5 separate regions of the Mus musculus genome follow, and regions 1, 3, 4 and 5 are each linked to region 2. The links are chromatin contacts, called in public Hi-C and HiChIP or PLAC-seq maps. All regions are on one chromosome and are shown on one strand. The core of a region is the stretch at or near the end of the contact, and the rest is flanking DNA. Distances in the headings are between cores, read along the strand shown. Region 1 overlaps Prex1 (phosphatidylinositol-3,4,5-trisphosphate-dependent Rac exchange factor 1). Region 2 holds the start of Arfgef2 (ADP-ribosylation factor guanine nucleotide-exchange factor 2 (brefeldin A-inhibited)). Region 3 overlaps Stau1 (staufen double-stranded RNA binding protein 1). Region 4 overlaps Prex1 (phosphatidylinositol-3,4,5-trisphosphate-dependent Rac exchange factor 1). Region 5 overlaps Prex1 (phosphatidylinositol-3,4,5-trisphosphate-dependent Rac exchange factor 1).

What was found. A called contact is a pair of places that touch in the nucleus more often than the background predicts. HiChIP or PLAC-seq counts read pairs in DNA pulled down with a chosen protein or histone mark.
Region 1: an H3K4me3 HiChIP or PLAC-seq map of bone marrow-derived macrophages shows a contact between it and region 2, with 5 times the contacts expected there. The contact joins the enhancer-like site here to the promoter of Arfgef2 in region 2. A contact is called at or near these places in 5 of 39 promoter capture datasets (the C10 cell line, Sertoli cells, cancer-associated fibroblasts and 2 more), 1 of 15 datasets of contacts at CTCF or cohesin (CD8 T cells), 4 of 484 Hi-C or Micro-C datasets (B cells, bone marrow-derived macrophages, muscle stem cells and 1 more), 21 of 115 datasets of contacts at active chromatin or transcription factors (the 230-238 cell line, CD8 T cells, the SCID.adh cell line and 13 more) and 3 of 9 other capture datasets (adipose tissue, liver and pancreatic islet).
Region 3: a contact with region 2 is called in a Hi-C map of granulocyte-monocyte progenitors, with 3 times the contacts expected there. The contact joins the enhancer-like site here to the promoter of Arfgef2 in region 2. A contact is called at or near these places in 2 of 39 promoter capture datasets (macrophages and maxillary cranial neural crest), 1 of 484 Hi-C or Micro-C datasets (granulocyte-monocyte progenitors), 4 of 115 datasets of contacts at active chromatin or transcription factors (the SCID.adh cell line, embryonic stem cells and memory CD8 T cells) and 3 of 9 other capture datasets (adipose tissue, liver and pancreatic islet).
Region 4: an H3K4me3 HiChIP or PLAC-seq map of bone marrow-derived macrophages shows a contact between it and region 2, with 5 times the contacts expected there. The contact joins the enhancer-like site here to the promoter of Arfgef2 in region 2. A contact is called at or near these places in 8 of 39 promoter capture datasets (the HPC-7 cell line, HPC-7-derived erythroid cells, cranial neural crest and 5 more), 1 of 15 datasets of contacts at CTCF or cohesin (the NIH/3T3 cell line), 1 of 484 Hi-C or Micro-C datasets (bone marrow-derived macrophages), 32 of 115 datasets of contacts at active chromatin or transcription factors (the 230-238 cell line, the SCID.adh cell line, SST interneurons and 21 more) and 3 of 9 other capture datasets (adipose tissue, liver and pancreatic islet).
Region 5: an H3K4me3 HiChIP or PLAC-seq map of bone marrow-derived macrophages shows a contact between it and region 2, with 6 times the contacts expected there. The contact joins the enhancer-like site here to the promoter of Arfgef2 in region 2. A contact is called at or near these places in 21 of 39 promoter capture datasets (the 3T3-L1 cell line, the C10 cell line, the HPC-7 cell line and 16 more), 2 of 15 datasets of contacts at CTCF or cohesin (the NIH/3T3 cell line and embryonic stem cells), 5 of 484 Hi-C or Micro-C datasets (CD8 T cells, the G1E-ER4 cell line, bone marrow-derived macrophages and 2 more), 40 of 115 datasets of contacts at active chromatin or transcription factors (the 230-238 cell line, the HPC-7 cell line, the SCID.adh cell line and 29 more) and 4 of 9 other capture datasets (adipose tissue, liver, macrophages and 1 more).

What each region holds. Positions count from the first base shown.
Region 1 is chr2:166,627,517-166,633,234 of GRCm38.p6, reverse strand. All of the region lies in intron 5 of Prex1 (phosphatidylinositol-3,4,5-trisphosphate-dependent Rac exchange factor 1), which reads left to right. Among named protein-coding and RNA genes, the nearest start is that of Gm29679, 66 kb to the right of the region's middle. Within about 2 kb of position 2,239, at least 109 of the 459 cell types and tissues checked have an H3K27ac peak or open chromatin away from gene starts, as enhancers often do. A contact at or near this core is called in the 230-238 cell line, B cells, CD8 T cells and 8 more, where this site is marked.
Region 2 is chr2:166,802,882-166,808,097 of GRCm38.p6, reverse strand. Arfgef2 (ADP-ribosylation factor guanine nucleotide-exchange factor 2 (brefeldin A-inhibited)) reads right to left here and starts at 2,517. Exons shown (of 39, transcript NM_001085495.2): 1 at 2,263-2,517. The coding sequence starts at 2,383.
Region 3 is chr2:166,973,125-166,978,226 of GRCm38.p6, reverse strand. All of the region lies in intron 1 of Stau1 (staufen double-stranded RNA binding protein 1), which reads left to right. Among named protein-coding and RNA genes, the nearest start is that of Stau1, 21 kb to the left of the region's middle. Within about 2 kb of position 1,771, at least 77 of the 459 cell types and tissues checked have an H3K27ac peak or open chromatin away from gene starts, as enhancers often do. A contact at or near this core is called in adipose tissue, granulocyte-monocyte progenitors, liver and 1 more, where this site is marked.
Region 4 is chr2:166,573,419-166,578,717 of GRCm38.p6, reverse strand. It overlaps Prex1 (phosphatidylinositol-3,4,5-trisphosphate-dependent Rac exchange factor 1), which reads left to right. Exons shown (of 40, transcript NM_177782.3): 30 at 712-840; 31 at 2,013-2,054; 32 at 2,952-3,172; 33 at 4,498-4,597. Among named protein-coding and RNA genes, the nearest start is that of Gm29679, 12 kb to the right of the region's middle. Within about 2 kb of position 3,102, at least 22 of the 459 cell types and tissues checked have an H3K27ac peak or open chromatin away from gene starts, as enhancers often do. A contact at or near this core is called in bone marrow-derived macrophages, embryonic basal ganglia and neural stem cells, where this site is marked.
Region 5 is chr2:166,589,520-166,594,696 of GRCm38.p6, reverse strand. Prex1 (phosphatidylinositol-3,4,5-trisphosphate-dependent Rac exchange factor 1) reads left to right here. Exons shown (of 40, transcript NM_177782.3): 16 at 795-937; 17 at 1,809-1,901; 18 at 2,348-2,496; 19 at 4,178-4,263; 20 at 5,051-5,177. Among named protein-coding and RNA genes, the nearest start is that of Gm29679, 28 kb to the right of the region's middle. Within about 2 kb of position 2,481, at least 18 of the 459 cell types and tissues checked have an H3K27ac peak or open chromatin away from gene starts, as enhancers often do. A contact at or near this core is called in the G1E-ER4 cell line, bone marrow-derived macrophages, differentiating embryonic stem cells and 1 more, where this site is marked.

The sequences.
Region 1 (5,718 bases), core at 990-3,489, 170 kb after region 2:
AGCTTCTGCCTCTTTCTCTGCTGTTCTCTGGGCTTCCACAACCAACTTCATCTCTAGCGAGGCAGCAGATGGCTGTAGGCATCTGGACTCACACCCTGTCAAGTTTAAAGTCAGCAGAAGACAGTGAGTTTCTCTCTTGGAGTTCTGACGGACAGCCCGAGAGTCACTCCGGCTGTGGCCAGCCATCTGGGGCTGAGGGAATGGTGTATTCCAAATGGTTTGGATTTGAGTCATGTGGTTTGACGTTAGCCAATCATGGGAAACTTTGGCTTAGCCCTCTGATCTTCTTCCAACCTCCTTAGACCATTGCTTTTCCCTTGGTCATTAGCCACTGGGTAGTGCTATGCTCTGATTGGCTAAGATGGGACCCACATTCTGCTCTAGTCCAATAGCAGTGTGCAGAGCAGGACTGTGTTCTGATTGGCTGAGATCTGGGTCAGGTGCTCTGCCCCTGAACCTATTACTTTTTACTCAGACTTGAGCCTTAAGCCAGTTACTGAAACCCATATGCCACAGCCCCAAGGAGGGACAGACAGGCTGGCACCAAAACCTGGGCTCTGCTGGCGGGGCATGGGATGACTAGGAAAGCCACCCATGCACCTGCTGTCACCTTCCCTGCTAGCCACCTTGGCCTGGTCTTGCCCGAGCGGTCCAGGGCAGCTCTGACCCTTGACAGCTTCATCCTCAGCTTCAGAACCGACAGGCAGGCAGGTCCCAGGCTGCGTGGATGGCCCTGTCCCCATCTGCTGCTTGGTTCTGTTTTCCCAGACTTTACGAATGGTGGCTGTTGGCTAGTGCCAACCCTGACTCTGTCCCGACGCCTGTCTGATGGCTGGCTTGTGGGGCTTCCTGCCGGCAGGCTAATCTAACTGACTGCCCATGCCTCGTTCTTGAACCTGCTCGCAGGGGCTACTTCTGTCTTTGTTCCATGAACTGCAGGGAGGGTAAGGATGGTGCTGAGGGAAATCTCAAGGTGAATGACCCTGAGCATCTGAGCTGACAGCATCCTGGAGCTGTCAGCACTGCTGGGGTCATGGTTCTTCTGTGTGTGTGGACACCGGAGGCCAATCTTGGGTGTATGTATTCTTCAGAGCCATCTATCTGTCTTTGAGATAGAGCGCCTTAGTGGGACCTGGACCTTAGCCTGCCTGGCTGTGGAGCTCCAGGAGCCTGCCTTCCTGTCTCTGTTTCCCCAGCACAGTGCTTACAAGCGTGTGTCACCACACCTGGCCTTTGTGTGAGTGCAGAGGTCCCAGCTTGCATCCTGAGGTCGGACCCTTTTTCTTCCACAGCAGGACTGAGCCGTCTCTCCAGCCCACGCAGCGTGCTGTGCTAACACATGAAGCTGTGGGAGTGGGGCTCAGCTCTCCCTGTGTTTCCTCCGGCCATGGCCGCTTGGACCTCTGAGGGACTCCCCAGGAAGCTCAGCTGCATCCTCCTGTGACTTCAGTGAGGGCCCGGGCAGTGGACAGACTGGGCTCTGAAGCTGCAGGCGGATCTGGCCATGGAGCCTGAGCTGTCCCTTGGAGGTGGTGCCCCTTGGTCTGTCCCCTACCCTTTTGTTTTGCATTCACACTAGTCCTTAGTTCTCAGAAAGACACAGGTTGTGGGGTTTAGAGAGAGATTGGGGAGACCAGGGCCAGATCCAGCAAGTAGTTTGCTCTTGTAACTCATGAGCTGAGAACTTGTGCTTTTGCAAAGCTTTGAAACAGAGGGGAAAAAAAAACCCTCAACCTCCCACCCCTAAGGCAAACCAAAGCGAGCAGGAGGATGTGCTGCTGATGGCAAGCCTGGCTGCCCACTCTCTGGCCCTGTCGAGCACCTCGATGGTCCTGTGTTGGTGCTGGGCTTGGTAGTCCATGGCTGCCCACCCCTCAGTGGTCCTGCCTTAGGGCTGGGCTTGGTAGTCCACGGCTGCCTGTGTGAGCGAGAGTTGCAGCTGTGCAGTTTATTAGTGCCAGCTCTTGAGTCAGTCATGCCACTCCTTATGCCTCAGTTTCTCCTTTGTAGTGCAGAGCTTGTAACCATGGTGCTTCTCAGTTTGTTATGCAGTGAGGGCACACCCCTGCAGTGTAGTCAGGAGGGTGGGCGAGGCCTTAGGGACACAGAGAAGGGACATAAATGGCTGTGCCAGAGCACATGAGCTGCTGCTGCTGCTGCTCAGTCCCATTCTAGAGTCTTATCCCTGGCTCTGAAATCAGGGGTAAGAAGCAGCAGGCCCGGGAGCTCAGCTGCCCCCATGCTTGGGGGTGAAGTTTGTAGGGCTCGTCAGTTCCCTAAACGAGGCCTGAGAGGCTTCATGGCTCAGTGGTGTGTCCGGTTTTCTGGGTTATAAACCTTGATCATCTGACCCTTGAGAAAGAACCCTTATTTGCAGCCCCAGAGCTGAGCCGAACTGCTAACCCTTTGGTTTCTGGGTCCTGACCAAGTCCGGGGTCACAGGAGCTTGCAATGAAGCAGGTTTATTGATACATATCAGTAACCCAGGTGGGAAGACCTGTGTGGCTTCAGAGCTTGGTGGACCTGGGGCCTGTTCCTTTTTCTCTAGAGCCTGGGGTTTAGTCCCATAGGGCTCTTGCCCCAGGAAGATGGAGGCAGCTGGGGCAAACCGCTGGCTGCTTCTGCAGGAAGCACCCACAGGAAGTGGTGGAGGTCTGGCCTTGCCCTCTTGACAGCTGTGCACACTGCTGCTCTCTCTTCTGCATGTATCGGGAGCTTGGGGACTGCTGGGGACCAGCCAGCAGGGCCCGAGATTCCTGTGGAGACATGCACACTCCCTGACAGACAACTGCTCAGTGTCCCCCGCCTTGGCTCCTGCCACTGGAACATTTGCATCAGCAAGCAGCAGGGCTGAGGGCCCTTTACACCCTCCTGGGAGGCCTGCTTTGCTCACAGTTTCCAGGGCTTTCTAAAAGATGACCCTGCGAGCGCAGCAGCTGACTCCAACCCCAGCCCGTCCCCTCAGATGGCAAACATGTACCCGCAGATGTCCTCCGTTTTGTGAGGCCCCTTGTTCCCGCTGAACTCCCGGTGGTACAGGCTGCAGGGTTGGGGAGCCTGGGGTGGGAGAAGAGTAGGCAAGAGTGAAAGCCTTTTGGGAACAGCCCCCAAAGCTGAACTTGAACACTGCCTAAGAATAGCCGGAACGTTCTATTTTGGCTCTTCAGCCCGGGCTCAGGATAGACAGTTGGCATTTTCAAGCTTTATTGAGTTTTCCGTCAATGTTTCCAGGGAGATGATTCAGAGTTGGGGTGACGACGCCTTGATATGTAGCAAGCTGGTCCCTAATGGGAACCCAGCCTGACACTGGACCTTTTGATTGTCTGCCGATGGTACCCGACCCTTGCTGTGGCTCTGTCCTGACCTGGCTGCTGACATAGCCTTGGATCCACAGCTGGAGTAACAGACTCCAGCCTGAGCCTTCTGAGTCTCCCACTGATGGATCTATAAGGATCTTGGTGTCATGGGTCTTATCCCTGTGTGTCTGGCTTTTGTCACTTGTGGCCTGGGTTTATACTTTCTATCCCTTTTCATGACTGAGTAGTATTCCCCTGTGAGCTGGGCTGTACCTTACTGTTCATTCATTGACTGGTGGACATTTAGGAGCAACACTGCTATGATCATCCACAGCTCTTAACAACCCACCCCCACCCCGGTCTCCCTGCATGCTGGCTCTCATCTTCCCAAGAATGGCTCCCCTCCTATCCTACCTTCTGTCTCCATTCCAGGAATCAACACTTCATGCTGGTGGTCTCTCAGGCCAAGCCTTGTGTTATCTATGTCCCCCAACTTGCTCTCCCTCCATTTCAGTTGGTGAAGAAGTCCTGTTGACTTCCCCATGGAGCCTGCCCAGGGCTGGCTGCTTGCTAAGCCTGCCCTCTGCCTTGCCCGAGGCTGTTTCCAGTTCCATCAGGTTTCCTTGCTTTCACCCCAGCCTCTGCCTCAGCCCCTGGCCCTCCTACCCTGAAAGTATCCCCCTGTGTTCTCATACAGTGCCTTCGATGGGAGTGTGCCCAGATCACCCCTTCCAGGGCTTCATTCTGCTTTTGCCTTCTTTTAGCCTTGTGACTTCTTTTAGTCGGCTGTGTTTGCTTCCTCAGTGGGGATGGTGCTTACCATCCTGATTCTCTGCATAGATTGAACAGTTTTGGGGGACGGGGGACTTGCACTGGCACCTGTGTGTGCCTGGATTGGACAGTGGAGTCGGGGAGGCTTGTGCTGACACCCAAGCGTGCCACAGGCATGCCAGGGGAGGATTCTCTGATGCTGTTGTGGGATTTTTATTTCCTCTTTGAGACGCAACCGAAGCTCTGTGCCTCAGTGTCCTTGTGTTGGTAGTGCGTTATAGTTACTGTAAGTGGCTGGATAAAGAAGGAGTGGAAGGAACTCTGAGATCCTTCAGTGAACACAAGCTATCTTGATTGACACAGGTCTGCTTCAACCCTGATTAGCCACACACTTAGTTTGGTCCATGTTTCACCCTCTTACAGTTGAGCTGTCTTTGTCCTTCAGCTTAAGAAACTTCAAGAAGCACCAGAAAGGCCATGCCTACAGTCTGACATGATAGCATTATCCTAGCTCAGTTGCTTCTGTTATTGTGTATACTGATGTGAACTCTGTCCATCTGTCTGTATATGTCTCTCTCTGATTCTCTGCCTTTCCTGGGGACAGGACCCAGAGCCTGCTGTATCCTAGGTAACTGTATCCTAGGTAACCTGGTCACTGAGCTGCAGCTCACCCCCTTTTATTTTGAGAAAGGTCCCAGTAAAGTTGCCCAGGTTGGCCTTGAACTCTCCACCCTCCTTCTTCCTTAGCCTCCTTAGTAGCTGGGTGCTGTCCTGTCCTGTCTTCTGTCCATCCCCTGCTGCTGTTTCTCCCCATCTCTCTCTAGGATGGTTTACTTGGTGATTTTGGGGGTAAGTCACTCTTGTTTCCTGTTTTCCTGTTTTTCCTGCTGCAGCTGTCCAAGGAGAGTCCCAAGTATCTGCAGTTTTCCCGTTGTCTCTGGAGCATCATGTCTCTAGAGCCTGGGGGTGGCTTCCTTGGGGGCCTGGCCCTCCTCTGAGGATTGTGGAGATTTGACCATAGGCTGCAGACCTGGGCCACATATACAGCAGTGCTCCCCCAGATAAGTTAGGGCAGCATGGATCTTGACATGGCTGGTCCTGCTGAGGGGTAGCCAATCTGTACCCCACCAGTGGTCATTTGTAGGTGAAGACCCAGGCCTGCACAGGCAAAGCCACAGCTAGCCACAGGATGGTGGATTGGGACGATGCTGGGTAAGATCAGCTGTGTCTGCACTGAGCAGAGCACCCCCACTGGAACTGAAGAGCCGGCACCCCTTGCCCCCGCACTGCTGGCCCAGGAGCTGCGAGTCCGCCACATATTATGGGTTCTGTCTCTGCTCTTCTTGGAGGCCTGGGTCGCTGGATCCCCACAGGGTAGAATTGCTCAAGATATTTGCATGGAGTTTGCATAGAGCATCTGTGTCAAGGCTTTCTCTGCTGTGGTGGACATCTTTTCAAGTTCTTCTAGAAGTTTTCACTTCCTGTTTTCTTACTTCATTTTTTTCTTTCTTTGGTGTATGTGTGTGTGTGTGTGTGTGTTGTATGGGTGTATGTGTTTGCACATAGTGTTATGTACTTGTGATGTGTGTGTGTGTGTGTGTGTGTGTGTGTGTGTGTGTATGTGTGTATTCACATGCTTCTGTGTGGAGGC
Region 2 (5,216 bases), core at 1,268-3,767:
TGCATACACACATGTGTAAGAAATGGCCCTGACAGGAGGTAACTTCACTCTAGGTTATGTGAAATTGGAGGGATGGCTTGTTATCAGTGGTTAGGGAGTTCACACCCAGGGCTGGCTTAAAGGAGCTATCATTTAAGATAGGAGCTATGTGCTTAGTTAGGTGAAAAGACTTTATTTCTGAACAGTTAAAATACTGCAGAGTACCTGTGCCCCCCTTATCCTGTATCTCAAGGCCTTTTCTTGGGTCTCAGTAACCTCATTTAAGAAGAGGAATGTATGGGGCTGGAAGGGTAGCTCAGTGGGTAAAGTGCTCACAGTGGAAGTGTGAGGACCAGCGTTCGGCTCCCCAGAACCCATTTTTAAATACAAATAAGCCACTCGTGTGTGGTGGCTCCCTATAGCGCAAGTTCTTGGGAGGCTGAGACAGGGGGTTCTTGAGCAAGCTGGCTAGCTAGCTAGCAGAATTGGTGAGCTTTAGTTCAGGGAAAGACACTGTCTTGCATAAGTGGAGAGCAATCAAAGACAGCCAGCCCGGCAGTGGTGGCACATGGCTTTAATCCCAGCACTTGGGAAGCAGAGGCAGGTGGATTTCTGAGTTCAAGGCCAGCCTGGTCTACAGAGTGAGTTCCAGGACAGCCAGGATTACACAGAGAAACCCTGTTTCGAAAAACAAAAACCAAAAAATAAAATAAAATAAAAATAAATTAAGAAGTTAAAACGTGAAGCCCTATGGCAAGAATGGAGTCTAGGAGGGTTCAGCCTGAGGCTCATGCCTCCCTCACAGCTGCTTTTCCAATGCTTACCCTACATTCCTGATAGAACAAAACCCAACTCTTGGCCCTGGTTTTCAAAACAGAAAAGCTTTAACATTTAGGTCTCAGTAAATCCCTTCCACAGACCCTGAATTTCACAAGATTAGCTGCTCAGGATTACACAGGCCTCAAGCAACCCCCAAGATCAACAACAGTTTCTGACCCTTAGGGACTCTCAAATGCTTCCCACATATTTGAGGCCTGAATCTTATTCACCGGGAAGTGCAAAGCTCACAAATCCATTCCAAGGTCTCAAGTGGACGTTCTCCTGCACCCATGGAGAAGAGTGACTAACAGAAACTCAGCCCTTCTGTTTACTCAACCTTTTAGGACAACAGGCCTTTTAACCAAATCCCATGGATTGCACAGGGCGATGAATTCACAGGGAGACAGCTCTGGTCAAATGTCCTGACGCTCTCCGTCCACAACTTTTTTCCTCTTGAACCTCCACACAGTCGACATTTCTTACCTTTCAGACCTGGGCTCAAATGTCACACTTTCAGACAAGACTACTTTCCTGACCATCCAACCTAAAGCAGACCTCAGGTCCTCTGTATCACTTAAGTCTTTTTTCTGACAGCAGTACTTATTAGTACTGTTTTGTCTGCTCTATCAGAACCTAAGAAGATCCACAGGGACAAAGGATTCCATTTCTCCTTCATAGACATCTCCTCAGTACCTGCTACACAGGCTCTCGAGAAGTAACTAAAGATAGGAGACTGATGTTGGTGTCAACTACCGAGCTTTTACCTAGTTAGGAGCTAGAGACTTCTGTCTTTCCACAATCCATGGATCCATTCAACCAGCAAATATTTACTGAGCAACTACTGTGTGCGAAGCACTGTCATAAATGCACAGGACACCGCATTGAAGCAATCAGACAAGTATCTTTGCTCTACAGAACCTTTATTTTAGGGACCCGCCCTAAAATGAGTAGAAGTCGTACACGCTGTCCAATGCCTGAAATATAGATCATCTTACATCCCTTCCAGGCGAAGCGCCCTGGGAACCCCAATGTTCTCCAGTGAGACATTTCCCAAACAAGCCTCCGGGGTTCCTCGGCACCAACCGGGCAGCTCTCTGACCTGCTCTGATCGCTCCCGTGGGAGAGCCCCCAACCAGCATAGTGGCGCTGAAGGAAAAACTTAAGATCGAGAGCTACTGCTTCAGAGGACTTGGAGATGGTGAGGGGAGGAACCAGGAAACGGGACAAGGAGTCGTGGCAAGGGCCCCAGGCAGGGAAGCTGGAAAACCAGCCGTGGCTGTCACCAACTTGCTAGGTGACCTTGGGCCAGTCTCGGCCGCCCCAACACCAGCTCCCACGGGGACAGCGAGCGGAAGAGGACGGGAGGGTGGGATTCGGGCTGGGAGGAGTGGAGGGCAGCAGGCCCGGAGGGTAACGGCCGGCGTGGGGAAGCCGGCGCGGGCCAGGCCGGGGTGGCTCACTCACCGAGCGCCACCTGGCAGGCCCTACGCAGCTGGGAGTGCTGGGGCCGCTTCACCTCCTTGTCAGCTAGGATCTTCTCCAGGGCCCGGGACACGAACATGCTCTTGGTCTGGCTTTCCTGCATGGCCCCGGCCTGCGGGGGCCGGCGACCCCGCGAGCCGGCGGTGCGAGCGAGCAGGAGAGCGAGGCTGAGGGCCCGGCGACCCGGCCGGCACCGGCCGCGTCCGTGCGCGCCGCCCTGTCAGGAAGAGACGCCCCGGCCCCACGGCGCCGCCAAGTTGCAGCGCGTCACGTGACCACGTGACTGGCGGTGTCGCTGCGTCTGCTGAGCGTCGGTCGACCCTGTGACCCCAAGGGTGGGGGGCCGGCCGGGAGGCGGAGCCAGAGTGGGGTGGAGTTCTGTGGGTGGGGCGGGTGGGCGGGGCAGTAGACCTGTGGTGGGGCGTGGTCTGTTCGGTTGGGGCGGGGCCTACGCGAGTGGTGCTGGTCCGGGCGTGTCTAAGTAGTATAACCGGGCCAGGTAGGGGAGTGATGGTCAATGACTATGAAGGGGAAGAAAATGCAGGTCAAAGCCTATAGACATGGGCAGCCCTGAAGGAAAGATGCAAGTGATCGGAGGTAGGAAGAGACTAAGAGCATGCGCTAGATATGCTGAGAAAAGCGAAAGAGGGAGTAAAGGGGAAAGAAAAAAATCGTAAAAAGAATTAGTGAGGGCTGGTGAGATAGCTCAGTGTTTAAGAGCACCGACTGCTCTTCCAAAGGTCCTGAGTTCAAATCCCAGCAACCACATGGTGGCTCACAACCACCCGTAATGAAATCTGATGCCTTCTTCTGGAGTGTCTGAAGACAGCTACAGTGTACACATAATAAATAAATAAATAAATAAATAAATAAATAAATCTTTAAAAAAAAGAATTAGTGAGAGTAATAATAGTCGAGAGAAGAGAGATGGGCAAAAGGAAGTGAATGGAATGAGAGAGGTGACAGAGAGTAGGGAAGGTCAGATGCCGGATCCAGGAAGGGCAGAGAAATCAGGGATGGAAAGGAGGCTCAGGGAAGTTAAGAACCAGGACTGAGGATGAAGCCAGAAGGGAAGAGAGAAGAGAGAGGAGGGGAGGGGAAAGAAGGGTAGGCTGGAAGGTATATTCACGGTGTCTATCTCTTCCAGATTTGTATCTCTGACAGCAAACCACACCAGCCCTGGACACAGTCCTGCTGCCACAGGAGAGAGAGCTCCTGGCGGGCCAGTTTGTAAGAAGTAATCCTTCTGTCGCTAGAGTTTTACTTGTTTGTTTTGTTTGTTGTTGTTGTTTTGATACAATCCTGATGTGTATCGCCGGCTGTCCTTGACCTTGAACTCAATGTCCTCTCTGGGATGAGGGACTGAGTTGCATATTTTACATACCAAAGCTGACCTGGCCTCCAGGTTCTCCCAGCATCCCTCAGTCCCTACCTGGCATCCCCTGCTCCCAACCCTGAACTTTCCAGCACAAGGGTTGGGCTGCCCTTCTCCTTCCTTTTCACTCAGAGGCAGAGGCTCTTCCAGACATTTTGGCTTCTCTCTCTCTCTCTCTCTCTCTCTCTCTCTCTCTTTCTCTCTCTCTCTGCAAGCACTCTTCCTCTCTTCCCATGGCGACTTGCCTTGCCTCCTTCCTCAGGACCAGTGAACTCAACTGAGAGCAGCTTCGCAGCTTCCCAGGAAACCTACATTTAATATAATCTTACCTCTCTTGAATTGGCTCAATTCACCGGCAGGGAAATAACTTATCACCCTCCTGAGCTGGGATTGTAGGAGGAAGCCACCACACCTGAACATCTGCTTTCTAAGTGCCAGTCTGTGCCAATGCTACCAACAACTCCCCTTTTCCTGGTCTGTTTTCATCAGCCTCCAGTACGGAGGACAAAACCGGAGAAGAAACTGAGCCAGGTGGCCAGTGTGGCATGGCCGGTACCTGAGTGGAAGACAGGGCCTTGTCTTGACAGTACTGATGCTTCCCACACCACCCCTTGCTTTTTTCCCACAGGGCAGCCTTGATACTTTGTCTCACAAGAAGCAGACAGTTCTTCCTCATGGAAATTTTGGGAATGTCCCATGCCACCATGTTCAAATGCTCAACTCAAATATCCATTGTCACTGTGTCCCCTAGCTAATAGCTAATATTTATAATAGCATTTGTGGACCTTTTGTATTTTCAGTTTGTGGGGCTCTGCCCCTGGACTGGGGTGGGGGGGAGGGTCCAGTCCAGAGGCAGGTGGAACACTTCAAGTTTGTAAATTCCACTGATTACAATGTGACTCAGAACTACAGCTGGGCCTCAGAACAGATACCACACAAGGCTGGTAGGGCTGCAGCCGCAGCAGGTGTAATTGTGCCTGTTTGTCCACTGAATTAAAATTAGTAACTTACACACTGCTTTCTTGTGGCCTTTTTTTGTTGTTGTTGTTTTGTTTTTTTGTTTTTTGAGGCAGGGTTTCTCTGTGTAGCCCTGGCTGTCCTGGAACTCACTCTGTAGACCAGGCTGGCCTCGAGAGATCCGCCTACCTCTGCCTTCCAAGCGCTGGGATCAAAGGCATGTGCCACTACTACCTGGCTTGGCTCATCTTTTTAAGGTCATTATCATTGATTAAAACTATGAGAATAGAAGATGTTATTATCATGAGTTTCTTTTCAAAATAGTTACTGGAGGCCTTTGGTTACAAAATGGTATGTCCTACCCACTGAGATTGTAAGCTGTAAGCGCCACTGGCCCTGCCTGCCATGTAGTTTTCAGCTCAATGTTACAAAAGAGGGGCCTCTCTAGCACCCTTTCTGAAGGCCCTCCATCACCACCTGTTTCCATGGCATCCTGTTCGATTTTTAAAAATTAGATGTTTATTTACATTGCAAATTTACCCCCTTTCTCATTTTCCCCGTGAAAACCCTATTCCATCCCCCCTCCACCAGCTCACTAACCCAC
Region 3 (5,102 bases), core at 522-3,021, 170 kb before region 2:
TCCCTTGCTCCCCATCTCATTTCTCTCTGTTGTTGTGCTTCTATGTCAGTAAATGGCAGCCTGAGAGGAAGGCCAGCATATTTATTCCCTTGAACTGGACTCTAAAGTAGCGTGTGCTAGAGGACAGAGGAGATGTCGACCCTAACATGCAGAGGGGTCCAGTGAGGCCTGAGGATTCCTGTGTTCAAGCTTTCAGCCATCGCACTCTATTTTTTGAGTGACACACAGTTTGATTTCTCATGAGGCCTTCACATCTGTGGTAAGAAGCAATCCTGAAAGGAGGCGTTTTGTCTGGAAGATTCTTAGCTGTAGTCATACTCAGAAGTAGCAGTTGGAATTTCATGGTCCCTAGGGCTGCTTTGAACCTGACATGCCAATAGTGGAGAGCTTTCCTCTCTGAGCGACTGAGTACATGGTGCTTTTCCACATTTACAACTGTGATGTTTGTTCCGGTGGCCCTGGTTCCTCTGTTTTCTAGATATATAAGGCCCCCTGCATTGCCCACATGTGGCAACTGGAAATAACCCCACACTGGCAGATGGTCCTGGAGGAAGGAAACTGTTCTCACTGCCTCCCATTCTCTCCTAACATGACATCTAGGGTTATGTTAGCAAGTGATAAAGAAAAACTGGCGAATCAGTACTGCTTGGTGTCTTTTATTATTTAAAAATTTATTTTATTTTTTGCTGGGCCTAGGACTACATCTAGAGTGCTCTGTTATGCTCAGCAAGTGCATCTTTATTTCATCCCTGGCCTCTTGCCTGGTAAATTTTAGTGTTGCTCATGTGAGAATTTAAAGCTTCTCAAATAGTCTTGTTATGTCCCCCACACACATCCTGTGTCACTGAGGGGCAGTGGTGGACAGGCAGAGTTTGATAATTGGTGTCTTCCTCTTACAGTGTACCTTATTTTTTGAGACAGGCTCTCTTTTTGAACCTGGAGGTTGCTGGTTTGGCTAGACAGTCTGGTCAGCAAACCCCAGGGTTCCTCCTGCCTGGGATTATAAACCGCCACTGCCCTTGATTTTCTTATTTTTCTTCTCTTTTCTTTTTTTCTTTTTTTGTGGGTGCTGGGGATCAGATTCGGGTGTTGATGTTTGCAAGCACTGCTCACTACGCCACCTTCCCAGCCCCTACACTTTTTGGTCAGTTTTTGTTTTTTCCATTAATTTACTTTTTCATTTTACATCCCAATTGCTGCCCCCTGCTCCTGGTCTCCTCCAAGTCTCTCTCCCTACTTTCACATTTTAGCTGCTTATTTCAACCAGTCTTTGAGCTATTTGAGACTAGAATTTTGTGGGTAGGCTCAATGAAAGCCTGTTTTACTGTGAGCCTCTAAAGTCCTCACATATTTATGACCGGAGCTAGAAATGTTAGTGGGTCTGCTTTACAGAGCAGGAGCCAGAAAGGATCCTTTTGGGCCCCACCCTCTCTAATTTTAGGTACTCATTCTGCCTTAGGCTCTGCCGCTGTGACCCTGTTAGCATGGACTTTGTTTTAGCTCCTTTTCTGCTTGTGACCGATGGCTGCAGTTGGAAGTTAGGAGGAATAAACTGACTTGTTCTTGTCAGTGAGTAAACCACTCCAGACAAACTTTAGTAAGAATGGGAGGAGGGAGCCAGGGAGAGAGGGACATCTTTCTCAATTGGTAGCTGAAGAAAAAAAAGGGAACAAGGCTCAGCTGACTTCGGCACCCTTGCAGACTTTTGTGTCCACACTGGCAGCTTGTCTGCTGAGAGCTCTGCATTGAGGATGGTAGCCTCTGTTTTTGCCCCAAAGCAAACAAGATGGCACAACCTGCCACAATGGGGACTGGGGCGAGAGTGAGGTCATTTGAGCCACTCACTGTGGTGCTTCTTTGGGACTTTGTATCTCTTTGAGAGAAAATATGTCAGACTTTTCAAGTAACTTGCTTGCTCTGGTTTGTCCATGGGAGAGGCCTGATGGTAAAAGGCAATGAGGGTTACCCTGCCTGGGAACGGTTAATTTGCCAGTACATGCTGGAGGCCTGCCTGGTTGCCTGTTTCCATAAACACTGTCATTTCTAGCCTTCATTGATACTGTTTTATTCAAAGTACTTTTAACCTCCTTAAAACTTCCTCTGCTTTTTGATAGATGGCCGTGAATTTGTATAGAATTGTTCTACTGTGAGTCTCGCCTGTATGTATGTTTGTGTGCCATGTGTGTGCAGTGCCCTTGGAAGTCAGAATTAGACACTAGATCCCATGGAACTGGAGTTACACATGGCTGTGAGCTCCATGTGGGTGCTGGGCAACAAACCCATTCGTATGGAAGAGAAGCAAGTGCTGTTAGTCACTGAGCCAACTCTCCAGACCCCCACCTTTTGATTTTTGTTGCCGTTGCTGCTGTTTTGGGTATAGGGTTTCTGTAGCTTTGGTTGTCTGGTCCTAGGCCAGTTGTGTGGACCAGCTGGCCTGAATCTCACAGAGATTATCCGCCTCTGAGCCACCACATCTGATTTTTATTTTTAAATTGTTTTATGTGATGAGTGTATCTTGCTTATATACACCCCATGCATGCCTGGTGTCTGTGGAGGCCAGAAGAGGGTGCTGGATCTCCTGGACCTGTGGTTGCAGTGGTTTTGAGCTGCCATGTGGGCACTGGGAATAGAATCCAGGTCCTCAGCACAAACCAGGAGTCTGGTGACTGCTGAGCCCCTCCAGTCCACCCTGCCCCCCACTTTTGACTTAAAAAAGAAATTTGGCTTTGTAGTTTCTTCTAAGTTAAAAAATAAGAAGCTGGCAGTGGTGACATATACTTTTAATCCCAGCACTTGGGAAGCAGAGGCGGGCGGATTCCTGAGTCGAGTGAGGCCAGCCTGGTCTACAGAGTGAGTTCCAGGACAGCCAGGGCTACACAGAGAAACTCTATCCTAAGAAAGCACAAAAACCAAACAAAGCTAAGCAGGAATCTTGTGTGAGAGCCGTGTTGTCGTTCCCAGCAGCTTGCCTCTCTGCAGCGTGCTGGGCTCCTGTGCCCACCACTGGCACTGACATGGTCCCAGGGCAGGACAGGGTCTATTCAAGTCACTCGAGAATGTGGTTGATGCAGTGGTTTTCTGGCTTAGAGTCTGTAATTAGATGAAGCTCCTAATAAACCTTACTCAAACAGATCCCTGCTTTGTTCTAATTAGGAGAAAGAACCAGCAACAGTGAGAAATCCCTCCTGTCAGTCAAGTGAGGGGAAAGTTTGTCTCCTCAGTCTGCTGCCTTTAACAGCAGCAGTTCCTGGTGTCACTCTCCAGGTTGCTTTCAGCTTCTCACAGACTCGAGGCCAGAGGCCATTACCATGTCCTATAAATGTTAATAAGCATGACATATTGCCAGTTCTCTGTGCAAAATGAACACATATCGCATGGATATTGTAAGTCATTAAGTCACTGAAGGATCTGCAGGCCAGGACATGGCAAACCTACGAAGGAGCCCTAAGCCTTGTAACTGACAGTGTAATACATGTTGCACATGTGGCTTTGTTACCTGAGAGAGTGCCAGAATTGACTGCACTCAGCAGTCACTTTACCCCCTCTACAGTTTAGCTTTTTTCCTTTCTCTCACTACTTTTAGGTAGATCTTTAGATTTTGTAGCACTGACTTAGCTACACTGAAAGCTGTTTATCTGTAAGTTGTTCATTTTTGTTGAGTAGCCGTGTCCCACATTGAAGTGTGAGTTCCGGTTGCGTCTGCTGCTCTCTCTGGAGCCAGATACTGAACAAGAACTGGTTTCTGCTCTCAGTTCTTCTTCTCTCCATATCTGCAGTCAGACCTGCTCAAGGCCCTACATTACCTCCTCCAGTGCAGCTGCAGGGAAGGGTGAGCTCTAGTGCTCCTCGTTAGGCTCTGCTCCTCAACTGGCTGTCCCACCTGACAAGCATTCCAGAGGTGGTGGTGGGACCATTTACCTTTAGGAAGCAAATTGCCATATATACCTGTATATCCCAGAGAGGGAGGTCTGTTTGGATGTGGGGTAGACAGGCCTCAGTTGCAAGACCATTTAGAAGTCATGAGAAAGAGAAGTGGTTGCTGCTGTGATCTAACCCTTTCTGTTTCAGAGAGAAATGAACAGGAAATACCATTTGGGGTGGTCATTGTATCAAAGTTCTGCCTTTTAACAATGTTTTATACCAAGCAAGGGGTGGGTGGCCAGATTTACTACAAGACCAGTCATTAACAAATTCATTAATCTTTATTGAAGTTTTAAAATTTTTGTTTGTTTGTTTCTTGAGACAGGGTTTTTTTGTGTAGCTCAGGCTGTCCTGGAACTTGCTCTGTAGATCAGGTTGGACTCAAACTCAGAGATCTGTCTACTCTGTCTCCTGAATGGTGGGATTAAAGTTGTACACCACCACTGCACAGCCTTTTTTTTTTTTTTTTTGGTTTTTTTTTTGGTTTTTTGAGACAGGGTTTCGCTGTATAGCCCTGGTTGTCCTGGAACTCACTTTGTAGACCAGGCTGGCCTCGAACTCAGAAATCCGCTTGCCTCTGCCTCCCTAGTGCTGGGATTAAAGGCGTGTGCCTCTTCTTTCCTTTTCCTCCCCCTTCCCCTCCCCTCCCCTCCCCTCCCCTCCCCTCCCCTCCCCTCCCCTCTCCTTTCCTTTCCATATCCTCTCTGGTGGTGTTCTTAGTTTGCAGCACTGGGGATGGAAACCAGGACTTAATGTACCCTAGGTAAGGGTTGTCTCAGTAAACATCATTCCTAGTCCTTGTTCTTGCTCTTTGTAAGACATAATTAATCACTTCCTGGGTTACCGAATTTGGTTTTTTTGTTTTTTGTTTTCTTTTTTCAGTCCTTTCCACTTCAGTTTCCTTTCCAAGGAGAAAAATCCAAACTTACTTTGTGAATGAGTCAGCTGTCAGCAGGGTTTAGTTTGAGTTAAGTTTCTGTCTGAGCAAGGCCTGTCTCTCTGGGCTGAATCTGTCCATCCTCCCCTGTCCCCTGAGGGCTTGTGCAGACACAGGTTTTCTGGTGTTTGTACTGCTGAAAGGGGAGCTGTGGCTCAAGATAGAGATTTTCAAACTGCTAAGAATAGAGGTTCAATATACAAGTTCTAGAGAATTGCCTTTATGGTGTTTTGTTTTGTTTTTG
Region 4 (5,299 bases), core at 1,853-4,352, 230 kb after region 2:
TTACTCCAGGCCTGCTCTGGACACTTGTGCCCTTGAGATAAGTCCTTGCTCTCCAGACCTCTGGGATCACCCACTGTGTATAGCAGACCTGATTCAGATAGGCAGCCATGTTCCCATAGGATGAGACATAGCAGAGAATCAGGAACTCTTGGACTGTCTCAGGGGTGCTACCCAGTGTCAGAGGTGACATGGAGGGCACGGCCACAGGGGTCTCAGAAACCCAAACAGGGAAAAGGACAGGGTCAGGTGCCTGCCTAACCTTTGACTGGTCCTGCCCCATGGCCGATTCAATGATCAACCTTAGATAAATCCCATCTCTTTCCCGCTCCAAGCCTGGGCTGCTGTTTCTGTGTAGGGAAAGGCCACTGAGCTACCACTCATCTGCCGGCTCAGTTGGTTATGGCTATGAGGAGGTAATATCTGAGGAGCCTGTGGCTTCAGTTTCCAGCTCTAGGAGGACCAGCCGTGATTGATTTGTAATGTCTGTACTGGGCTGGTTGTAGCTATGGGGAGACCGGGAGGCAGTGAGAGGCCGGGTGTCTGTTGTGGATGCTGTGCTGTGATACCTTCCTTAGGCTTGCCATGCACAACCCGTGAATACCCGTGAGACCCATCAGTTTCCTTGACATAGGGTAGTGAGCTTCGTGAGCTGGTGATGGTGCCTGTGGCCCTCTCCTGACCTCACATCCTTTTGCTACTTTGCTGCCCCAGAGTTCAAACAGAAAGAGGAATGCACGGTCCGAGGGCGGAACTTGATTCAGATCAGTATCCAGGAGGACCCTTGGAACCTGCCCAGCTCCATCAGGACCCTGGTGGACAACATCCAGCAATACGTGGAAGGTCCGTGGGTATAGACTGTGGTGTTGCCTGGAACGGGCCTAGCTATGTGGCCCTGTCTTCATGTCTGGGGGGCGGGGACAGAGCAGTGAAGCCATTTCCTAGTGAATGTCCTGACCTGCTGAGGCCCTGGGCTAGAGGACCCATGGAAATGGGGCCATTTCTACTGAGGCTTCTTGTAGTCAGGAGGTTGAATTCTGGCTTCCTTCCATCTCTGCTTCTAAAACTGGATCCCATCCACTTGTCATTGATTGTCACAGATTGGAGCCACTTGTCTGAGTTGTCAGTGATATGAGAAAGTCCTGATTCCTTAGTGGCCAGCTGCCCTGTGGCCACACTTGTGTGAGGACATGAGGTACTCATGTCTACCCGACATATGTCGTTTACCTATTTGAGCCTTTGGGCACCTGAGTCAGGCCCCTGGGGCCGGGGGCTGGAGGAGGGAGGAGTTACAGAGGCGTGACTGTCTCAGGCCAAGCCACCTGGTTCCTAAACAGAAGTAGGTCACTAACATGAGTCTGGGACCTGACTGCCACCAAGAATCCCTTCTTTTCTGCTTTCAGCTGTATAGCGGGACTTCTCGTACCCGCCAGTGGTTAAATGGCACAGAGATTTGTGAATATTTATTACAGCTTAGGAGTATAGCAGGGCAGACTATCAGCTACCTCATGTAAATTATCCTGACTAGTCTAGCACTATGTCCCTCTCTCTTGGCCCTGGCACCTCTGTTCCTCTCCATGTCCCGGGGGTGAATCTCTCAAGTCTCTTTCTCCCAGAGACCTTCCCTCTCGCTGAAGTTCTGCCTTCCCTTTCCTGCCCAGCTACTGGCTGTCAGTTTTTTTATTAAGTCAATCAGCAAGCGAGGAAGGTGAATATTTACAAAATAGGAAACCTATAGCTCTCTGTGGGTACAGAATTAACCGTTCAATATACAGAGTCACACCTTTACACAATGTGCAAGAGGTTACCCCCAACACAGCTCTCTGATGAGGATACAGGAACACTGGTGGTAGGGGCTCCATCTCTGATGTTCAGGGGCTCTGGAACTTACCCAGCATGCATTGAGCACAGCTCAAGCATCTGTGAGGGGCCAGAGCCCGGGTGCTGTAGGCACTGGCTTGCCCCGCTTCTGCCATCTCTGCTCACCCCTCCTCCTCTCTCCTCCCTCCTTTCAGATGGAAAGAACCAGCTGCTTCTGGCTCTGCTCAAGTGCACAGGTAGGAATGGGGCTGTGAAGGGGTCCCTGGGAGACACAGTGGGTGCTGTGGCCACAGGCTGGGGTGATGTCCCTCTGCTGGCCAACAGCATCTCAATGGGGCCCTCAGCATCTGCACTGGGGAGGCAGCCTTTTCTCCCAGTCTCGCCGAGAACTTCTCACCTTTTCCTCTGGGGCCAGGCAGAGGACTAGACTCAGGTCCTGGGGAACATGAGCCCTGTTTAGTGCTACCTGTTAGGCCTGGTGGGTGTTGGCAGGGGGACTGGTGGAAGACGGAGGGTGAGGAACATGGGCTCTGAGCTAGTAGAGCGGAGCCTGGAAATAATAGAGGATGTAACTGCAGGATACCTTCATGTGTGTGCGTGTGCGTGTAGTATGTGTGTCCATGCACACACATGCATGTGCACATGTAGACTTGAGTATGCATATGTGCATGTGTGGATGTGCCTACTCTTTATACAGATTACCAACTGCCTGGCTTGACCAGTTGGGGCAGGACTTGGGGGAGGTGAGGCAGGGGGAAGTGTTCCTGGGACCCATCTTGAATATGCAGCTTAGTACTGCTAGGATTCGTGTGGCCAAGGCTGAGAGGTCCCGTGATTCACTGTAGGGCAGTGGGGCAGGGTTTGGGCGTATGTCCGCCTCGGGAAGAGCCACACATTCGATTCTCCAAGAAGCAGGCACTTGGGCAGTGGGAGAGTGAGACTTGGGGCAGATCTGTCTTCTTTTGAAGAATTTATTTTTCTGCAACTGGCTTTTGGCAACCTATTTGCCCCTTCAGAGTTCTCCACAGGCCCCCGTGGGCATGGCAGGTCCAGGGTTCGGGTGTTGAGGGTGGAGATGCTGCCAGTCCGCACAGCACCACTTACCCAGAGCGCCCCCCCCCCCCCCCCCACAGACACGGAGCTGCAGCTGCGCAGGGATGCTGTCTTCTGTCAGGCTCTGGTGGCCGCCGTGTGCACTTTCTCGGAGCAGCTGCTGGCCGCCCTTGACTACCGCTACAACAACAACGGCGAGTATGAAGAGAGCAGCAGAGATGCCAGCCGCAAGTGGCTGGAGCAGGTGGCGGCTACAGGTGTCCTGCTGCACTGGCAGTCTCTGCTGGCACCAGCCTCCGTGGTAAGCGGCTGAGGTCATTGGCAGCACGGGAGAGAGTGCTGTGGCTACTCTCTGCTCCCAGTTACCCAGGGGTTCATGTGGCAGTGATTTGCTGAGCATTTGCTTTTAGGTTTTGGAGTTCGTGGATGAACAAAAGTCCCTGTGCTCTGTGGTGTCCTGGGGAAGAGAGACAGACAGAAAAGACCCATGGTTCTGAGCCGCAAGCGGGTGTCTCGTGGCAGTCTGGGCTGGCAGCTGAGGAATCCAGGGAGGGGAGAGAATATTACTTGCATCTAGTGCAAGTGTAGAGGGCAGGAGGGCTGGCTCGTTACCCAGTAGCAGTTCCATTATGTGTGGTTCCAGAGGCTATCTCAGGCCGCCCACGGGCAGCACAGCCCTAGATCGCCCCCTGCTGGCCACTGGTGAGCACTGCTGCCGGTCTTCAGAGATCTGCCTCTGGCCCCACTCCACAGCAGCCCTCTAACCTCTAAGGATGGAATACCAGATCCAGCTCATTCACTGATGTCACCAGCACCGAGCTGGCCACTGGGTCTACAGCTTATTTCCTAGAGAAGTAGACTGACAGGGGAGACAGCCCAAAGGCCTTGGAGTCTCTCTGGGGGGAGTAGCCAGACTTTCTGGGTGGTGACTTTTGATTTATGATATCTGTCAGCCAATAGGAAGGTCTGAGGAAAAGTATGCAGAGGGACAGCACGGGCAGAGGCCCTGGGCAGAGGCCCGTGTGGCCAGTGGGGACAGGCAGGGAAAGCAAGGTTAGTGGGATGGTCTGCAGGCAGAAAGTGACTCGGAAGCTGAAGGGCAGGGGACTCCTGTGATCTGGGCTAAGTTTTAAAAGAAAGCGTGTAACCTTGGAGAGAGGCGGTTAGGGGACTAAATGGAGAAAGAACCCTCTGAGGTGTCCTGGTGAGAACAGCTGCAACTAGAGTTGGGTGTTGGCCGGGAGGCTGGACGGAGGCAGACTGTGTCCAGGCAGTCGTAGCTGCTGGATGGGGTAAGACGACCAGGAGCGGACGGCCTTGAGAAAGGGATACAGAGCAGGTCTAGGGGGCTTAAGAGAGGAAGTGCAGATGCTCATGGAGTTGGCTGCATTTTGGATGGTACCGGGTGTGGCTTTACTGGGGCCACACAGCAAGGCAGAGCAGAAGTGACTTCTGACCCCTATGGGGTACAGGGCAGGTGGTGGGATGAACCATGATGTCACCTGTAGAGCCACACCCAAGACACCCACAGGCCTCCCAGCCCCGTAGGTGCAAAGCATGGCATCTCCAGGGCAGCCCAGGACAGGGTGGCATCTGAGTCTCCCTTACCACCGCCTCTTCCCGCAGAAGGAGGAACGGACCATGCTGGAGGACATCTGGGTGACGCTGTCGGAGCTGGACAATGTCACCTTCTCCTTTAAGCAGCTGGATGAGAATTCTGTGGCCAGTGAGTAAGCCCTCCCTTCCTGCCCCGAGTCGAGCTGCTCAGAGCCACGCTGGCTCTCCTCCGCTGCCAGGCCAGCAGCCCAAGTGGACCAGTCTCCAGTGCTTCAAGCCTCACGGCCCAACCCGAGACTCAGAGTCAGTCTTTGGGGAGCACATAGAAAAAGGAGGGGGGTGTATCAGCTACTTCTCTGGCTGTTACAACAAATTACTTGGCAAAGTCTTCAGCTGACAGCAGCTACCTGTGTGAAGGTTCAGGGGGAAGCAGTGATTGATTAGTGATGCCTGCCTGGTAAAAGGTGTGGGCTCTGAGTCATGTTTGTCGGCCACAATTCTTCCTTATGGATGCTGATAAGCTACAGAGCCTGGCTTTTTTTTTTTTTTTTTTTTTTTTAAACAGCTTTTGCTCTGAGCTGTCAGGCAAGAGAGTCACAGGACAAGGTCGGGGAGGTTGAAGACACTACGGCCAGCTCTCAGGGCAGGGACAGTGTTAGGGCCAAGACTAAAGCAGTGGGGAGCCAGAGGCTGTGGGTGCCAGTGAAAGGGGAGGTCATCACAGGCAAGTCTGGAGGCTGTATAGGGCGGTTCAAAGCTAAGCACGGAGGGGAGGGGAGGGGGAGGGGCTTGACGCTGCCCCTCTGCGATATTAGGGCAGGGAAGCCTCAGATGTCAAACATAGAAATTCCAGCATGCCACCTGGAGGCTG
Region 5 (5,177 bases), core at 1,232-3,731, 210 kb after region 2:
CCCTCACAGGCTAACTCTTTGCTTTGATGGACCTTCTCTCTTTCCTTCCTTCCTTTGCTTTTTCTTTCTTGGTTTTTCTGTTTCTGTTTCTGTTTTTTTGTTTTTGTTTTTTTGTTTTTTTTTGGAGAGACAGGGTTTCTTTGTGTAACCCTGGCAGTCCTGGAACTCACTCTGTAGACCAGGCTGGCCTCAAACTCAGAAATCCACCTGCCTCTGCCTCCCAAGTGCTGGGATTAAAGGCGTGTGCCACCACGCCCAGCTTCTTTTTTGTTTTTAAAGATTTCTTGTTGTGTGTGCGCGTGTGCGTGTAACATGTGGCTGGACTCACCCTTCATGTGGAGGCCAGAGGGGGACACTGGGTACCTTCCTCAGCCACTTTCCACTGTGGTTTTTGAGACAGGATCTCTATCTGAACCCAGAGCCCTCCCAACTGGGTCAATTGCTGGCCAGCAAGCTCTGAAGATGTGCTGGTCTCTGTCTCCCCAGCACTGGGGTTAGAGGCATGTGCTTCACAGGGCATTTATATCGGCACTGTGGATCCAAACGCAGGCCTTACTGCTTGTATGGCAGGCACTGAACCCACCAAGCCATGTCAGGTTTTTAAAGGAGTCAGAGAGCCAAGGCCGTTGTGTGGAGTTCACACATGTTAACACTGGCTTGCAATTCTGCTCCCTTACAATGCTCTCTCGACCAAGCCACGCTTGTCCGGGAGCTGCTTCTAGCCTGTGGCTGCCGGTTGGCCAAGGCGCCGAACCGCTGCCATCTGACCACGACTGTGTGTCTGCGGCTTGCAGTTCTGGAGAAGAGCGAATTCAAGGATGAGTCCCAGTACTTCCGCTTCCATGCTGATGAGGAGATGGAGGGGACCAGCAGCAAGAACAAACAGCTTCGCAATGACTTCAAGCTGGTGGAGAACATCCTGGCAAAGCGACTGCTGGTAGGAGGCTCACAGTAGGGCTGTTCTGCCTCTCTTCCCTGCCTCTCCTGTGGCCTGGGAGCTGGGCAGCTTCAGACAGTGGCCAGAGCAGGGCATGCAGCTCTGAGCATGAGTCTTGGGACAGAAAAGCCAAGTCACTGTGCTAGCCAGGACTATATTCCTCATGAAACGCTGGGGCTGCAGGAGTTCCTACCCTTTCATCTAGCCCACAGCCATTGCTTCACTGTGCCTCCTGAGTCACCTCCTCCAGCACTATAGATAGCTCTCAGGAGTTTGTGTCCTGCTCGCATCCAGGAGCCTTGAGTGTCTGCAGTTGGGACATTTACTAACCAGGTCAGCAAGGTTGGCATCCCAGCCCACCTAGCCTGACTTCTTAGGCTGGGCTTGTGGCGAGTTGTCCGGAAGAGGTCTGTCCATAGCCACTCTAACCTCTCTGGTCTGTGGTAATCCTGGGGACGGCAGTTCCCTCTGGTGCTCTAAAGCCCTCCAGTGTAACCCACCACACCTGGATAAGAGTCAGCGTCTGTCCTGAGCTCTTCCTGCCTCTCCAGCTTTGTCCCCTGGGTAACGCTTTCCTCACTGTCTGAGCCAGGCTAGTCTCTCTCCCTGGGGCTGCCTCTGGGCCTTCCCACCCCCTGTACCTGCTGCCTAGAGCTCTTTGCCCACCCGCTCTCTTCTTTTACTTTAGCCTGAGTACATTCCCAGTCACACTGTAGACTGTTTCCTTCAGTCAGCAGTAAAAGTGGGGCAGCTCAGGGGCCTTGTAGACTTGCCACACACACCCCCCGCCCCCGCAGGATCCTAGTTCTTGGGGAGAAGGGTGTTGTCGTCGCTCCCGTCTGGTTGCCATAAGTGCATCTTGGGCTTTCAGATCCCGCCACAGGAGGACGACTATGGCTTCGACCTTGAGGAGAAGAACAAGGCTGTGGTAGTGAAGTCTGTGCAGAGGGGCTCGCTGGCTGAGGTGAGACCCACCGGTGGCCACTCAGGTGGGGTGGTACCTGAGCTGGGGGTGACCCCGTGTCTCTGAGATGCAGGGTAGCTGGGAATGAGACTGCCTTCCTGGCACGTTCCACTAGCGCCACCTGCTGGGCTCTTGGAGACGTGCAGGGAAAGCAGATGGCTGGCTCCCTGCAGGGTTTCTTCTGTCTCCCAAACCCCAGTTTATGGCATCTCCTTCCACAGTCTTGTTCACATTCCCATGGTTACAAAGTGGCCACCACACTGACCTCTGTGCCGTCACAACACAGGCTGGCGCTGGCCATTTCTTCCCAAGGGAACTGCCACCCACCCTTGCCTCCTTGGGCTTTCATTTACAGCTCAGAGCCCAGCTTCCTGGTGCTTCTAGAACATTCCAGCTTCCTCGGTGAAGAGGGAGGAGGCCAGTGACACCTGTGCTTGTCCCTCCAGATGGCTGGCCTGCAGGCTGGGAGGAAGATTTACTCCATCAACGAGGACCTGGTGTTCCTGCGTCCCTTCTCTGAGGTGGAGACCATCCTCAACCAGTTCTTCTGCTCCCGCCGCCCGCTCCGCCTCCTGGTGGCCACCAAGGCCAAAGAGTGAGTGCGAGCCTCAGGCTGACTCAGCAGGTCTCCCTGGGCCTGGCCCTCCAGCATGGGGCTGCCACCTTTGTTAGTCTAATTTGATGTCCCAAGTGCATGACCAGCTCAGTTTTGGGAACACCGTCCCGTCAAGGTGGATACAGTTCCTACCTTCCATGGATTCTTGCGAAGTCAGGGGGCGGGGCCAGATATACACTGGGCAGGTGTGAGGCGTGTGCCGAGTTGGCAGTTATCAGCAGATACCTGAGATTAGAGAAGGAAGCCAGTGTATGCAGAGAGACAGTGGCCAGAGAGATGTCACTGGGGATGGAGCGATGGCTCTAGGAGACGACTTCTGGAGGACGAGGGTTCTAGAAAGATGAAGCACTCACTGCAAAGCCCCCGAGGTTGCACTGTTGGTGGCAGGTCGGAGGAGGCAGTGAGGGGGTAGAGCAGAGTTGGAGAGAGGAGACATGAGCAAGTCCCCATGGATGACCGCTGGAGAGGAAGGCTTCCCTGGGGCTGCAGGTGGAAGCAGGTGCCTTCTATGGCTGCCTGGCTTGCAGGGTCAGGGTGGGCCACATCTGGACAGAGGTGCGGTGGGCATACTTTTATTTTACTTATTATTTATTTATTTATGTATATGTACTCTGTCTGCATGTATACCTGCATGCCAGAAGAGGGCATTGGATCCCATTACAGATGGTTGTGAACTACTGTGTGGTTACTGGGAATTGAACGCAGGACCGCTGGAAGGGCAGTCAGTGCTCTTAACCACTGAGCCATCTCTCCAGCACAAATGTACTTATATTGGTTAATTATTTGGTTCCCTGCTTCCCAGGCACTTGAGGCAAATGTTGGCTGATCCTTTCACAGAGGTTGCCTAAGACCATTTGAAAACACAGATATTCACGTTAGGATCCCTAACAGTAGGAAAATTACAGTTAGGAAGTAGCTATGAAAATAATTTTATGGTTGGTGGGGTCACGAGAACATAAGGAACTGCATTTTTTTTTTTTTTTTTTTTTTTTTTTTGAGACAGTGTTTCTCTGTGTAGCCCTGGCTGTCCTGGAACTCACTTTGTAGACCAGGCTGGCCTCGAACTCAGAAATCCACCTGCCTCTCTCTGCCTCCCAAGTGCTGGGATTAAAGGCGTGCACCATCACGCCTGGCTTCATAAGGAACTGTATTAAAGGGCCCCCCAGCATTAGCAAGGTTGAGAACCGCTGGTTTAGACTCTGTTTCTGTAAGGACAGGAGATTCAAGGAAAAGGTGACAGGAAAGGCTTAGCTACTCGATGCCGGAGACGGAAGTCACCAGGGTTTAATCTTTGAGGACAGGCTCTCAGGGTGGCTCTGCTTGCCCGGTAGACATGGAAGGAGGGATCATGCTGTGTGCTGGGGACAGAAGCTGCCTAGCAGCTCAAAATGAATGATATCTGCCAATCCCTGCGGCTGGTACCTTCCCTTGGCACCCACAGCCCCCAAGCTGTGCCTCCCCTTGGTATCCGCCACTGTCTCAGCCCCTGTCTGCTTGGGTGACAGCCTTTGGTTCTTTGGGGACCTGGTTGACTGACCATGTTGATCATTGCTCCTCTCATGGCTGATTTCCAAGAAGCCCAGGGTGTTGGCGGGAAGGGACTCCTTGAGGACCCACACTCCTTTTTCTCATGGCCTGTCTCTGCCCCTGTGCCTGCCAGGACCATCAAAGTCCCTGACCACCCAGAGGCCCTGTCCTTCCAGATTCGAGGAACAGCCCCGCCGTGTGTCTTTGCTGTGGGCAGAGGTGAGCGGGAGTCTGGTGTGCAGAGCCTCTTGGGGCCACATCGTGGGCGTGGAGAGCCGCATGCCCAGTGCAAGCGACTATAGCTTCCCAGTGGCATCAAGGCCATGGTCCAGCTGTGTGAGACCTTGGCTAGAGCCTTAGGCAGTCCAGCTAGAACTGAGAAAGTGACTAACATCTACTGAGCACTTAGTAAGGACAGCCATTCCCCACGCCCAAGCTTCTAGAGTCTCTCCAGAGTCCTTTGAAGAGATGTGCTGTTTACCAACTTCACAGATGAGAATATTAAGGCCCAGAGAGGTGAAGTGTTGTGTTGTAGACGCAGGGCAGAGAGGTAGTTGGAGGCCCCTGAGACTGGGACCTGCATGGGCCAAGGTCCTCGAGGCCTGTGCATCTTAGGCTGGAGTCAGCTGGCCATTTGTTTTCATTTCTAGAGTTGTCCGTTAGCCTAGAGATGCTCACGACCCACTGCTTGGGACCTGTGGTAGGACTGGCAGGGATGGACCGTGCTAGGCAGCTATATTGTGTCCTGGATTTTCTGAGCCTTTGCCCTAAGGGTAGCTTTGGTCTCTCTCTGCGTCCTGGCTTCAGTCCGTCGCTGTGCGGGCATGCAGGGCTCCAAAAGATAGGGGTCTGAGATACCACATTGGGCCGGCTGCCTCTGCTGTATCAGCGGCAGCTCTCTGGTTGGCAGCTGAGAGGAGGCACGCTCTGGATGCAGCCATTGGCAGGGGCAGCTGGACCCTGGCTCCTCTGCCTGGCTCTGGCCTCAAGTGTTCCTGTTCCTCAGGCTCTGAGGCTGTGGCTGCCGGGCTCTGCGCGGGCCAATGCATCCTGAAAGTCAACGGCACCAGCGTGGCGAATGATGGCGCCCTGGAGGTTCTCGAGCACTTCCAGGCTTTCCGCAACCACAGGGA